Linked DNA regions of Mus musculus: all the other regions are linked to region 1. The links are chromatin contacts, called in public HiChIP or PLAC-seq and promoter capture Hi-C maps. All regions are on one chromosome and are shown on one strand. Each heading gives the region's core, a stretch centred on a gene start, on an enhancer-like site or on the middle of the called end of the contact. The rest is flanking DNA. Distances are from core to core; before and after follow the strand shown. Region 1 holds the start of Gja1 (gap junction protein, alpha 1). Region 2 holds the start of Asf1a (anti-silencing function 1A histone chaperone). Region 3 holds the start of Mcm9 (minichromosome maintenance 9 homologous recombination repair factor).

Evidence for each region. Promoter capture Hi-C pulls out the DNA fragments that hold promoters and counts their contacts. HiChIP or PLAC-seq counts read pairs in DNA pulled down with a chosen protein or histone mark.
Region 2: an H3K27ac HiChIP or PLAC-seq map of epiblast stem cells shows a contact between it and region 1, with 5 times the contacts expected there. The contact joins the promoter of Asf1a here to the promoter of Gja1 in region 1. A contact is called at or near these places in 3 of 39 promoter capture datasets (the 3T3-L1 cell line, embryonic stem cells and hippocampal neurons), 1 of 484 Hi-C or Micro-C datasets (granulosa cells), 2 of 115 datasets of contacts at active chromatin or transcription factors (astrocytes and epiblast stem cells) and 1 of 9 other capture datasets (embryonic stem cells).
Region 3: a promoter capture Hi-C map of 3T3-L1-derived adipocytes shows a contact between it and region 1, with 6 times the contacts expected there. The contact joins the promoter of Mcm9 here to the promoter of Gja1 in region 1. A contact is called at or near these places in 4 of 39 promoter capture datasets (the 3T3-L1 cell line, 3T3-L1-derived adipocytes and cranial neural crest) and 1 of 115 datasets of contacts at active chromatin or transcription factors (extraembryonic endoderm stem cells).

Annotation. Positions count from the first base shown.
Region 1 is chr10:56,375,633-56,379,099 of GRCm38.p6, reverse strand. Gja1 (gap junction protein, alpha 1) reads right to left here and starts at 1,800. Exons shown (of 2, transcript NM_010288.3): 1 at 1,582-1,800.
Region 2 is chr10:53,595,094-53,598,560 of GRCm38.p6, reverse strand. It overlaps Asf1a (anti-silencing function 1A histone chaperone), which reads right to left and starts at 1,600. Exons shown (of 4, transcript NM_025541.3): 1 at 1,263-1,600. The coding sequence starts at 1,371. All of the region lies in intron 7 of Mcm9 (minichromosome maintenance 9 homologous recombination repair factor), which reads left to right.
Region 3 is chr10:53,628,353-53,631,819 of GRCm38.p6, reverse strand. It overlaps Mcm9 (minichromosome maintenance 9 homologous recombination repair factor), which reads left to right and starts at 1,863. Exons shown (of 13, transcript NM_027830.3): 1 at 1,863-2,096.

The DNA of each region.
Region 1 (3,467 bases), core at 551-3,050:
TCCTGAACGGATTTGCCTCAGCACACGTCAGTAGCTATGGCAGGGTTTCTCGAAGGGTCTTCTTTGCCCCTCCTTCTTCCGCCCCGCCTCATTCTTGGGGAATTTCAAGAGTTTCCAGGAGTGTTACAAGTGCATTTACCAGCACCGGGACTCCCTAGGTGTTTAGGGGACCTTCCCAGGGGCTCCACTCAGCCACCCGACGAGTTTAGGCAGAGAAACCGTGAAAAGGCGACTGGGAGGGCGCGGGGGACTTCAGACTGACAACTTTAATAAAGTCGCCCACTTGCTTTCTGACCGTCGGGCCGCGAGCCTGGCCTCCCCTCCCCCCCTCCGCAGCCAGCCGTCTGGACCGCGAAGCTGGGAGGCTGCGGGAAGCGCGAACGGAGCCCGTGATGATGCTAAGACTGGGCAGGAGGGGCCCGTGCCATCCTCTGCCCTAAAGCTTTCACTTCACAACGACTCGGCCTGGTCTGGTACAGAAAAAAAAGCCCTTCAATACAGACCCACCCTGATACTTCGGTGTGGATTTAGGCCGGTCAAAGTGCTTTACAGAATGTGTTACCAATTAAAAATAAAAGCTTTAAGACGGACCCCCTTCAAGCTGCACGTTAGCATCATTTTTGCTTAGTGCTTTGCACCCTCTGATGGCTCCAATTCAAAACTGTCCTAACAGCTCTGAAGTCACTACAAGTCCGGGCACGCAGGAGGAGTTGGGGGTGGAGAGGGGGCAGCTCTTTCTAAAAGCGCAGCTCTAAAAATCCCTTTTCCCCATTCCTTCTAGGAGCTCGCGTTCTAGCAGTTGATTTTGGAAAAGCAACCTGGCACACACTGTTTCTAAACGCCCGTTCTTCCTCTAACTCTCCGTAAGTCACCACCACCCATTCAAGATTTCTCGCGCCCGGAGTTGCCAGCGTGGAGTATTAAAAAAAAATGCTGGCTGTGCAGGCTAAGAGGTTCATCCCGTAGCATCGCACAGGCTTGCACAAAGTACCCACTGTTGGTCTAAAAACTCTAACCGCAGCACCCTGGTCTACGTATTTAGTGGCTTAGTCCTGAAAAGTCTAAGAGAGAACCACGTGGAAGTCAACTGCTGCCGCAGCGTCTCAACAAAGCACTCTGTTACAAAAGGAGTCTGCAGTTTCAAGGCAGTAGAACAGGCGACCGGATTTTCATAAGAAAAAAAAGAAGCGTGTAGTGTCCAGCACTATAGGAAGCAGGCTAAGCAAAGTTGACTGAGGTGCCCCCCCATCACCCCCACCCCCGCAACACCTTCTCCATTGGCGACTACAGAAAAGTGAAGTTAGGCTCCATAACAAAGAACTAAGTTTAGTAACTTGGTCCTTCCTTCACTCTAGTTGGAAAAAGTTTGAGCCTTTTACCTGTTGCACTCTCAGCGGAACTTTTTAAACAAACCCAAATCAAACTCAGCACGTGGAAATGACAAAGGCACTTTGAAGATCGTCGTTCTACTTACAGTATCCTAAGTCAAAGACGCAACGCATTTACAAAGCATAGAAGAGTTTCCCTTACAGAAAGAGACGCTACTAGGTAAAGTGGGTTTTTCTTTTTTTCAAAACTTACTCTTTCACTTAATGAAAGTGAAGCCGGCACGCCAAAGTGGTGGAACTCCTTGGAGGCTGAAGTCAAAGGAAAAGGAGAGTTCGGGCTCTCAGACCTGTCTGTTTAAAGTTTCAAAGTCTGCTGCTGTTGGGTACTTCCCTCACGCCTTTCCCCCAATGAAAGAAAAGTGCTGATACCTCGTAAAAGCGTTTTTTAACTTGGAGCACAGAGCTTTTAAAAGTTTCAAGCCACTGACTCAACTGGAAGGAGGGGCTAGGAGAAAGGGGAGGGAGGAAGAAAAGGCGGGGAGGAGGTGGAGTGGAGGCTGGCGAGCGTGGAGCTGAGCAGGCAGAAGAAGCAACCTGGTCAAGATAAAGTTGTAGTTTCAATGTGCTGACGAGAAGGGGAAAAAAAGTAAGAAATAGCTCTAGATGTACGTCAGCTACTGCGGGGCTGTGACTCCTCACAGATTAAAAAAAAAAACTGTTGGATGGGTCATTCCTTCAGGAGATGACCACGGGCAGTGAGAAGATGTCCCTTTTAGGTCACATTTCCTAAATAATAATGATAATAATAATAATATTACAATAAATAAAAATGGGGGGGGAGACAAGGTGAACTCGTGCAGACTTGTTCTGGGTTGCCCAAGGTGTGTGAAGCTTGAGGTGGGTGTGAGTGATCTTTCTTATGACCTAATTCTCTTCCTCTTAAACCCGGACAATTAACAAAGGAAAGAGGCGGTGGGCATGGGAAAGGCATTTCACAACCAGACCCGTGGAGTGGGATGTCTACTCTTCAGTTTCTCTGCTGCTTTAGGTAGTTTTCCTTATTCTTTTAATTAACAACAAGAAGATACATGTTCTATACTATGAATAAAAATAATATATCATGTATGTAACTCTTGTCTGAAACGTTGATAGGACCTCAACCCAATCTCCAAGGAAGTGAAGATCCATATCTTAGTCTTTTTTATGCCTACAATTTAACATTTAAATCGGCAGGGAGATGCCAGAATTGTCCCCCTCCTCCTCTTCCTTCTAACCGCTGCAGACCAGAGTTGCCAGACACAGCCTGTCTCAAAACTTCTTTCTCTCTTCCAATCCTGTCCCTCGGAAGCACTTTCAGGGAAGAGATGTGGGCCTGGTGACTGCCTGCCCACAGCTTCATGCCTCTCTCATCATACCTGATGGGGTTTATGAAAGCCTGAGTCATATGACCTCATTCCTAGGGTGGGCAGCTCCTTTGAGGGTTCCCAGATGCCCCCCACGAGGGCTTGTGATAGGGCGATAAACAGGCTTCAGCGGCGCTCCTGGAGTTAGGCCTTTGTATAGGCATCACCTGATGGAGCTGAACGTCTCACACTAATGTAAATAGCAGAACAAAGGATGGCGAAGACTTCCTGGGAAACATTTTCCTGCCGAAGCACCCTCTCACTAGGATGACTAAGGGAGTGCCATTTAAAACCTCACAGTTTAAGACCCCAGCATGTTCTCTTACTTTTGAGGTTCCTTTGTCTTTAACTTAAAGAAGGGAAGTAATGTTACAGATGCAGAAACTATAATCGGACTTTCAAGGCTTTATGTCCAGCAATGAATGTGATAATGTGACATTAGATTTTTTTAAAAAAAGATTTATTTATTTTATGTATATAAATACACTGTAACTCTTCAGACACACCAGAAGAGGGCTTTAGATCTCATTACAGATGGCTGTGAGCCAACATGTGGTTGCTGGGAATTGAACTCAGGACTTCTGGAAGAGCAGTTAGTGCTCTTAATCACTGAGCCATCTCTCCAGCTCCTAGAGTTTCTGTTTTTGTTTTTGGTTTTTTTTTAACCTTTATTTATTATGTGTATTCATATATGTGTATGCAAGTGGAAATTAGAAGACAGCTTGTGAAACTGGAT
Region 2 (3,467 bases), core at 351-2,850, 2.8 Mb after region 1:
CTACTATATTTTAATGTTTAGTCAATCTTCAAAATATGTCCCACTCACTAAATGTATGCACGTTATAATTTACATACGTATTAAAAACAGCAGGGTACGTTTTAAGTGATGGTTAGCCAAAGGAGTGAAGAGAAGGGGCTGTGACTTCCTTTTTACAATTTTTAAAGGTTTATTGCAATGGTTTTTATAATTAAAGTTAACATTCTACATGAAGTACATTGAAGAGATTATAAACTTTTAAATTAAAAGAGAAATTCTTTTCGTCATGATTAGGATAATACAAGGCATTTTGTCGAAATACTTTCAAGTCCCAAGATGTCCTCCTAGTTAACTAAAATTTAACACCAATGAAGTTAAACTTTTTGTTTCAAATGTTGAAAATGAAGCATTGATTTTAATAAAATCTAAGAAAAGCGTTAAGAAGCCATATTTTAGCTTTCTAAGTTCTGTATTACCTCACTATTTCGCATTTTTTAAACCGTAAAATGTACTTCAGAAAGGATTTTGCCTTCTATCTCCCAGCTAACGTTTGCATTTTCTCCATCTGCTTGGACGTGGAGTTATTTTAATTGCTTCTTCTTCACACGTTCTGGAGAAAGTCTTTCAGACTTTCTAAACGCCAGAGAAGTGCCTGGAATTGGTTAAGCACCCTGCTTCTGCTCTAGGGTGCCATGGAACTTCCCAGCCCCTCACCATTTCTCTCCGAGAGGTCTCTGTCCCCGGGGAGAGGCGGCGCACAGCATCCCGGGCGCCCGCGGAGAGCACGGCCGCCCCCCGGGAGCCAGGCGCCGAGGGGCCGAGCCCAGCGCCCGCCTTCCGCGCTGGTTGGTGGAGGGAGCCGGAGAGCGGCGCGAGGACAGCCTCGGCGGGGCTCGGGCGGGAAGGCGCGGGCCCGCTCGCCCCCGGCGGTCCGGAGCAGGCGTCGTGCCGCCGGGTAAGATGGCTCCGCTTCCCACCGGCCCAGCTTGCTCCCCACCGGGCCGTGGGGCCCTGGGGCCGCCGAGGCCGCACGACCCCCCGCCAGCGCCGCGCGAGCCGGGGGCCGCCGAGCGCCGCCCGCCGCAGACAAAGCTGACAACATGGCTCCCTCCGCCCGGCAAGTTGCTCGCAAGTTGCGGCGCGGCCGGCGTCCCTCAACTTCAAGTTTCCCTCGCATGGCCGCCCTCCCGCCGGCCGCCGGCCGCGGCCCACCCCGCGCGAGGCCGGGCCGGGAAACTTTAACGTCCGCCGCCGCAACTGACAGCCCGGCGCCACTCGCTCACCTTCAGACAGGTCCTCGATGCACTCGAAGGTGATCTCGAACTGGAACGGGTTGTAGAAAGGCGACGGGTTATCCAGCACCACTACATTGTTCACCTGAACCTTTGCCATATTTTGAAGAAAACACAAACAATGGGGCCGGGGCTGGCGGCACCACCGAGTCCCGCGCGCGGCCGCTCCGAGAGCGCAGACCCCCGCCCCGGCGCGGCGCGGCCCGACGTCGTGCAGCTGCGACTTGAGAAACTTTTTTTTCCTTTTTATTTACACGGCGGCACTCCACGGTGTTTTGCAGCTTTCCTATTTCACTAAACTACAGCCCATTCTGCCCTGATAACTAGCAGCGTTGCCCGCGATTGGCTGCCCCCGAGCTCTGACCCTCCTCCTCCAGCGAGGGCCGCGGCGGCGAGCAAGATGGGCTCCCGCTCGCAGAACGGACGGGAAACTTTCACTGCGGCTCCACCTGCTGGTGCGGACCAGGACAAAGGCGCAGAACAAAGTGAGTGGAATAGGGGCTGGGAGGCCCGCGCGGAGGCCGCCGGCGGCGGGGGAGGGGCGACGCAGGCCCCGCCCCCGCCCGGCGGGGCCGCGCCACACGTCGGGCGTGGCCGCGGCGGGACGGAGGGGGCGGGACCCGTGGGGTGGGCGGGGCCGGCGGTGGAAGCAGGAGGGCGCGAGGCGGCCCCGTGTGTGTGCGCAGCATGGGCCTTGGGGTTTTTCGGGTTTTCTTCCAGCCTTTAACGCTTCCCCCACCAGTGCCGGCGGCTTTGCTGGCTCTGCTGGATTTAGCAGATAAGGTGTGCTTTGCAGCCCTTGTCAGGCCCAACTAGCTGTCTGTGCTTCTCGCAATCGTAATGGTAGAGAATAGGGAGAAGGGCTGGTTGCAGTGGGAATAAATTGCATTTTTATAGCCCATGTCAGCTCGAAAGGAGCAAGCCATTTTGGAATTCAAGTTCTTGGCCACGACAGTGCGGTGAAATAGATACAAAATGAGGGCGGGGTGATTTTACACACACACACGCAGGCTAGAAAAAAAATATGCGATCTTCAGCTGCATGTTGGATTTCTTCCCATTTAATAACTGAAAAGATGTAAAACAAAACAAAAAAAAAGAAATAAAAGGGGGAAAACGTGATCAGTTACAGCGAGGCTTCTGTTGTTGGGGGGGCACAGAGAAAGAAGTCAAAAGTCGAGAAAATGGAAGTGTCTGAAGGCCAAAGGACAACAAATGTATTTTTGGTGGAATATGAGAAAGGAGAAAGCACAGATAACATGCCATTTGCTCTTCAAGGCATTTATAACAAACATTCATAAGTGAAAAAGTGCAGCACACCAATTCTGAGGAGACCTTCCATGCCTGTGACGCCTGTGAGACCATTTCAAGGCTGACTGGAGGAAAAGTTGCTTGTTTATGGTACTTAGCCACTGTGGGTAGACTAGGAAACAGGAAACGGAAACCTAACACCTTTGTGAATGTGAACTGATTCTTTTTACTGTGGAGGTGTTACTCATAAACCATTGGGTTCTTTTCTTTTTCCTTATAAATGAAACTACTAAACTATTCAATAAAATCCGGAGTGAAAATTATGTCTTAGTATTAATCTGCAAGTGAAGTTTCTGCTAGTGTGCAGAATTTAATTAATCTTCCTTGGACAGGTTGAGACTCAACTGGATTGCTGTGGATGATCTGTCCTTGTCCGAAGACCTTTAGTTATCATGAAGCAGGGCCTTCCATGTTTAAGGAGATTAAAGTGGGGAGAGAGCCACTTTTATTGTCAGTACGCTGGGCAATCGGTGTCCATCAGTTCAGTCACCATTGTTTTTGTGCATCAGAGTAAAAGTCACACTGTGGTAGTAGGCAAGATGACCATGGCTGGTAAATAATACACGTAGCTCTTATTAACCCTAGTTTTACATGATGTTAGCCAAGATAAAGGAAGCAGTGAGGTTGTAATATGCAGTTATGGCAGGCACCCTGGAGATTCCAACTGACTTATCAATGTGCTCTTATGTGCTTTTTACATGCTTCTTGCTGTTAGACCAGAAGTGTGTTATAAACTATAGAAGACTCATTTCTAGTGGATGTACATACACACACACACACACACACAAGCATGTATGTATCAGGGATTGCTTGTTTGTTTGTTTTTTGTCTCTTGTTTTTTTTTTTTAAGTGCCGTATATAACAGTATTTGGAGGAGGGATCTTCC
Region 3 (3,467 bases), core at 614-3,113, 2.7 Mb after region 1:
TAGGAGAGAGTGGTGACTGGGATGAGAAGTAAAGGTCTTCTGTGGGTCCTAAAACCCCTCTTCTCTCCAAGATGGAATGTTCACAACTCAGTTGTCATTACCATAGACCTGGCTATCAGTTTTATTGCCCGGCTCACTATAGGCCATGGTCTTCTGCAAGCTAATAGCTCTCTCTCTCTCTCTCCCTCTCTCTCTCTCTCTCTCTCTCTCTCTCTCTCTCTCTCTCGTGTGTGTGTGTGTGTGTGTGTGTGTGTATACACCTGTGTAAAGGCTATACTACAAGACTTAAGAGTGCTCTATTAGCCATTTATGGTGGTTCACACCCATAATCTTAAGAAGCAGAAGGACCGCAGACTGGAGGCTATTGTGAGCTACCTAACAAGACTGTGTCTCAAAAAAAATTTAATACTTCTACTCATTGTAGAGTCAAAAACGCAACCCTTACCTCAAAAGGAGAGAACAGTTTATCCTGGAACAAACTATGAGTGGCTATGGTCCAGTTTCTCCCCTTCCGTGGTCCAATGTACTAATAGTGCTCCAATGTGTGAAGTTTTTATAGGGACATAAAATCATTAAGATTGAACCAATGTATCATACAGGTGTACTGCTTAATTTCAAATGTCAACTTGCCTTAACCAAGAATTACCTCAGAAAAGAGATTTTTTTTTTTTTTGCTTGTTTGTTTTGTTTTGTTGAAATGTATCTGGCTGTCCTGGAACTCACTTTGTAGATCAGGCTGGCCTTAAACTCACTGAGATCAACCTGCCAGAATTAAAGGCCTTTGCCACCATGCCTAGCTGAGAAGGGAGTCTGAATTAAGGAACTGCCTGTATCAGATTGACCAGTAGGAATGTCTTTGAGACATTGTATCCTTAACTGATGTAAAAAGAGGGCCTGGCCCTAGGAAGTAACACCCTTAGGCTCTAATGTAGAAAGTCTTCAGGAACAATTTGAAGTTCAGAAAAACACTTATTAGTTGAGCTAGGGACATTTTGAGATCAGGGAACATGAACGGTGGCAGCACGTGCTGACATGACTCTCTTGCTGAAGCTGAGTTGGGGTCAAGATAATGAATTTCTTTTTTGTTTTTGTTTTTTCGAGACAGGGTTTCTCTGTGTAGCCCTGGCTGTCCTGGAACTCACTCTGTAGACCAGGCTGGCCTCGAACTCAGAAATCTGCCTGCCTCTGCCTCCCAAGTGCTGGGATTAAAGGCGTGCACCACCACGCCCGGCCAGATAATGAATTTTTTATATCCAATTTTGCCCTCAGCTGCCTGATTTGATTTAATAAAAATTGCTGATAGGTAGATGTGCAGTCAGAGGATTTAAAGTAGAAGTGACTTCACAAAACCGTAACACCACTTATAAAATTTAGCTCGAAATGGATCAGAGAACTACACGAAATGGAAAATATTGTGACGTGGAAGTAGGCAGATTCCTTAAATACATCGCCAACCCAAAAAAAAAAAAAAAACAAAAACAAAAAAAAAACAACAAAATCACTTGTGTTCTAAGATATCTGAAGGTGCAAACCAAAGTCGAGTCCCAGATCGCCCACATCCCGCCCTAATACGTCACCAGGGTTCCCCTTCTCTCCGCCCTAGTCTCCACCCCGCGTTCGCCCATCACCAATCCGCGGAATTCCTGCCAGCCTGAATTATCCACTTCACCCTAAACCCGCCCTCGAAGCCGGTGTCCCGCTCAAACCCCGCCCCATGCCTCCGAGACCCGCCCCTCAGACGTCTTGTCCGGCCCAAACCCCGCCTCCAGCTCCCCGAGTCCCGCCTCTCTCCCTGCTCCCGCCTCCCGCTCGCAGACTCCAGCGTCCGTCCTGGCGCGCGCCCGCCTGCGTCCGCACCCGGAAGAAGCCCCAGCGGCCGGAAAGTTGAGGCAGTGCGCGGCTCGGGGTCCGCGGGAAGCTCAAGTCCTTCAGAGGCCGAGCGAGAGCAGCGCGAAGAAGCCTGCGCGCCCCCGCGCAAGGCGGCCCCCTCGAGCGGCCGCGCGCACGCCCCGCCCCCTCCAACGCCGCGCGGGTCGGGCTGGGGCGACCACGGCCGCAGCGCGGTCCCGGCGACCAAGACAGTGCGTGTTGAGCCCGTAAGTGACCACCGCAGCGTGAGGTCCCGGGGGATCGTTTCCCTCCCGTGGTTAGCGTCAGGTCTCGTCCGCATCCTTTAATTTCTAAACTCCCCGCAGGGCTGGGAGGCCACAGCCAACCACCTGTGGATTAGAAGCGAATTTCCAAATGCTTTCCAAAGCATCCCTCCGCTAGGCTCTCGCTCGCCAGGCGGCCTGGAGGCGCGCAATGAGCGCGCACCCGCGAATGGCGCGCAACGCGGGATTGAGACGCGCGGGGCGTGGCCACAGCTCCCGAGGGGCGGGGCTACGCGAGCCTAGGTGAGGGACAAGGCTCTATCCCCAAACTGCTCTTTTTGGCGCCACCTTGCAGTGGATAGTATGAAATAAAGCAAAGCCATTTTATTTGTTTGGATGCCAGAGGCAAGAGGAGAGAGAATTTGATAGTTGTACAACCATCGTCCCCCCTCCCCTAGACAGTAAATGGCTTAAGTTTGTAACGGGATGCCTGAGTTTATAGGTTGATAAACTTGTCTAATTGCACGGATGTTGGAAAAAAAAAAAAAGAAGAAGAAAGCTGTGTTTAAAAAATATCGGTCTGTTTAACACTGTAATTTACCGGTTTAACTAGGCAAACATTTAACCTGCCCCTGTTAGGAACTTAAAATTCTTTGCCCGCCCTCTTTCTGCGCTGTTGGAGTTGGGTATGTTGTTAATTGTTGTTTCGGATTTCTGCTCTACATTCACTTTGTATTTGTAAAATCGTAAAGATATTCCTTTGGTCACTCTTGAGGGTAGTGCTGTGATTTTTTTTTCCCAGCTAAGATCCACATCATGAAATACTATGATCCCTTTCCCAAATAATCTCTTTTTTTACTCTTGGCTGATTGATTATGCTATTACCTAACCAAAACCAAGTCGCTTAGTATTTTAGTGTTGGCTTACTTTGACTGATTCTCTGAAAAATACTCTCTTAATCTCATACCAGCCTCCTGTACTTGTCAGTGTTCTTGGCTTAAGTGTGATGCAACTTTATACTTTATACCTCCCAGCTGAGCAGGTGTTCAGAGAGGGCAGAATCAGTAGCCAGTGTGATCCACCTCAGGGATGCCAAACTGAACTTTAACTGAACTATATCTAGTCTTCTTTAGTCATAGTATTTATAGAGGATGATATATGTTACATAAATAAAATAAGTCCAATATAAACCACACCTTTGCTAAGGTGCTTAGAGCTAGTATGGAATCTCCAGGGCAGTTCATGGTTTCTTCTCTGGTACTTGTCAGCTCATTTAAATTGAAAATCAATCAATCAATCTCTGTGTGTGTGTGTGTGTGTGTGTGTGTGTGCGCGCGCGCACACGTGTGTGTGTGTGTGTGTGTGCGCGCGCAC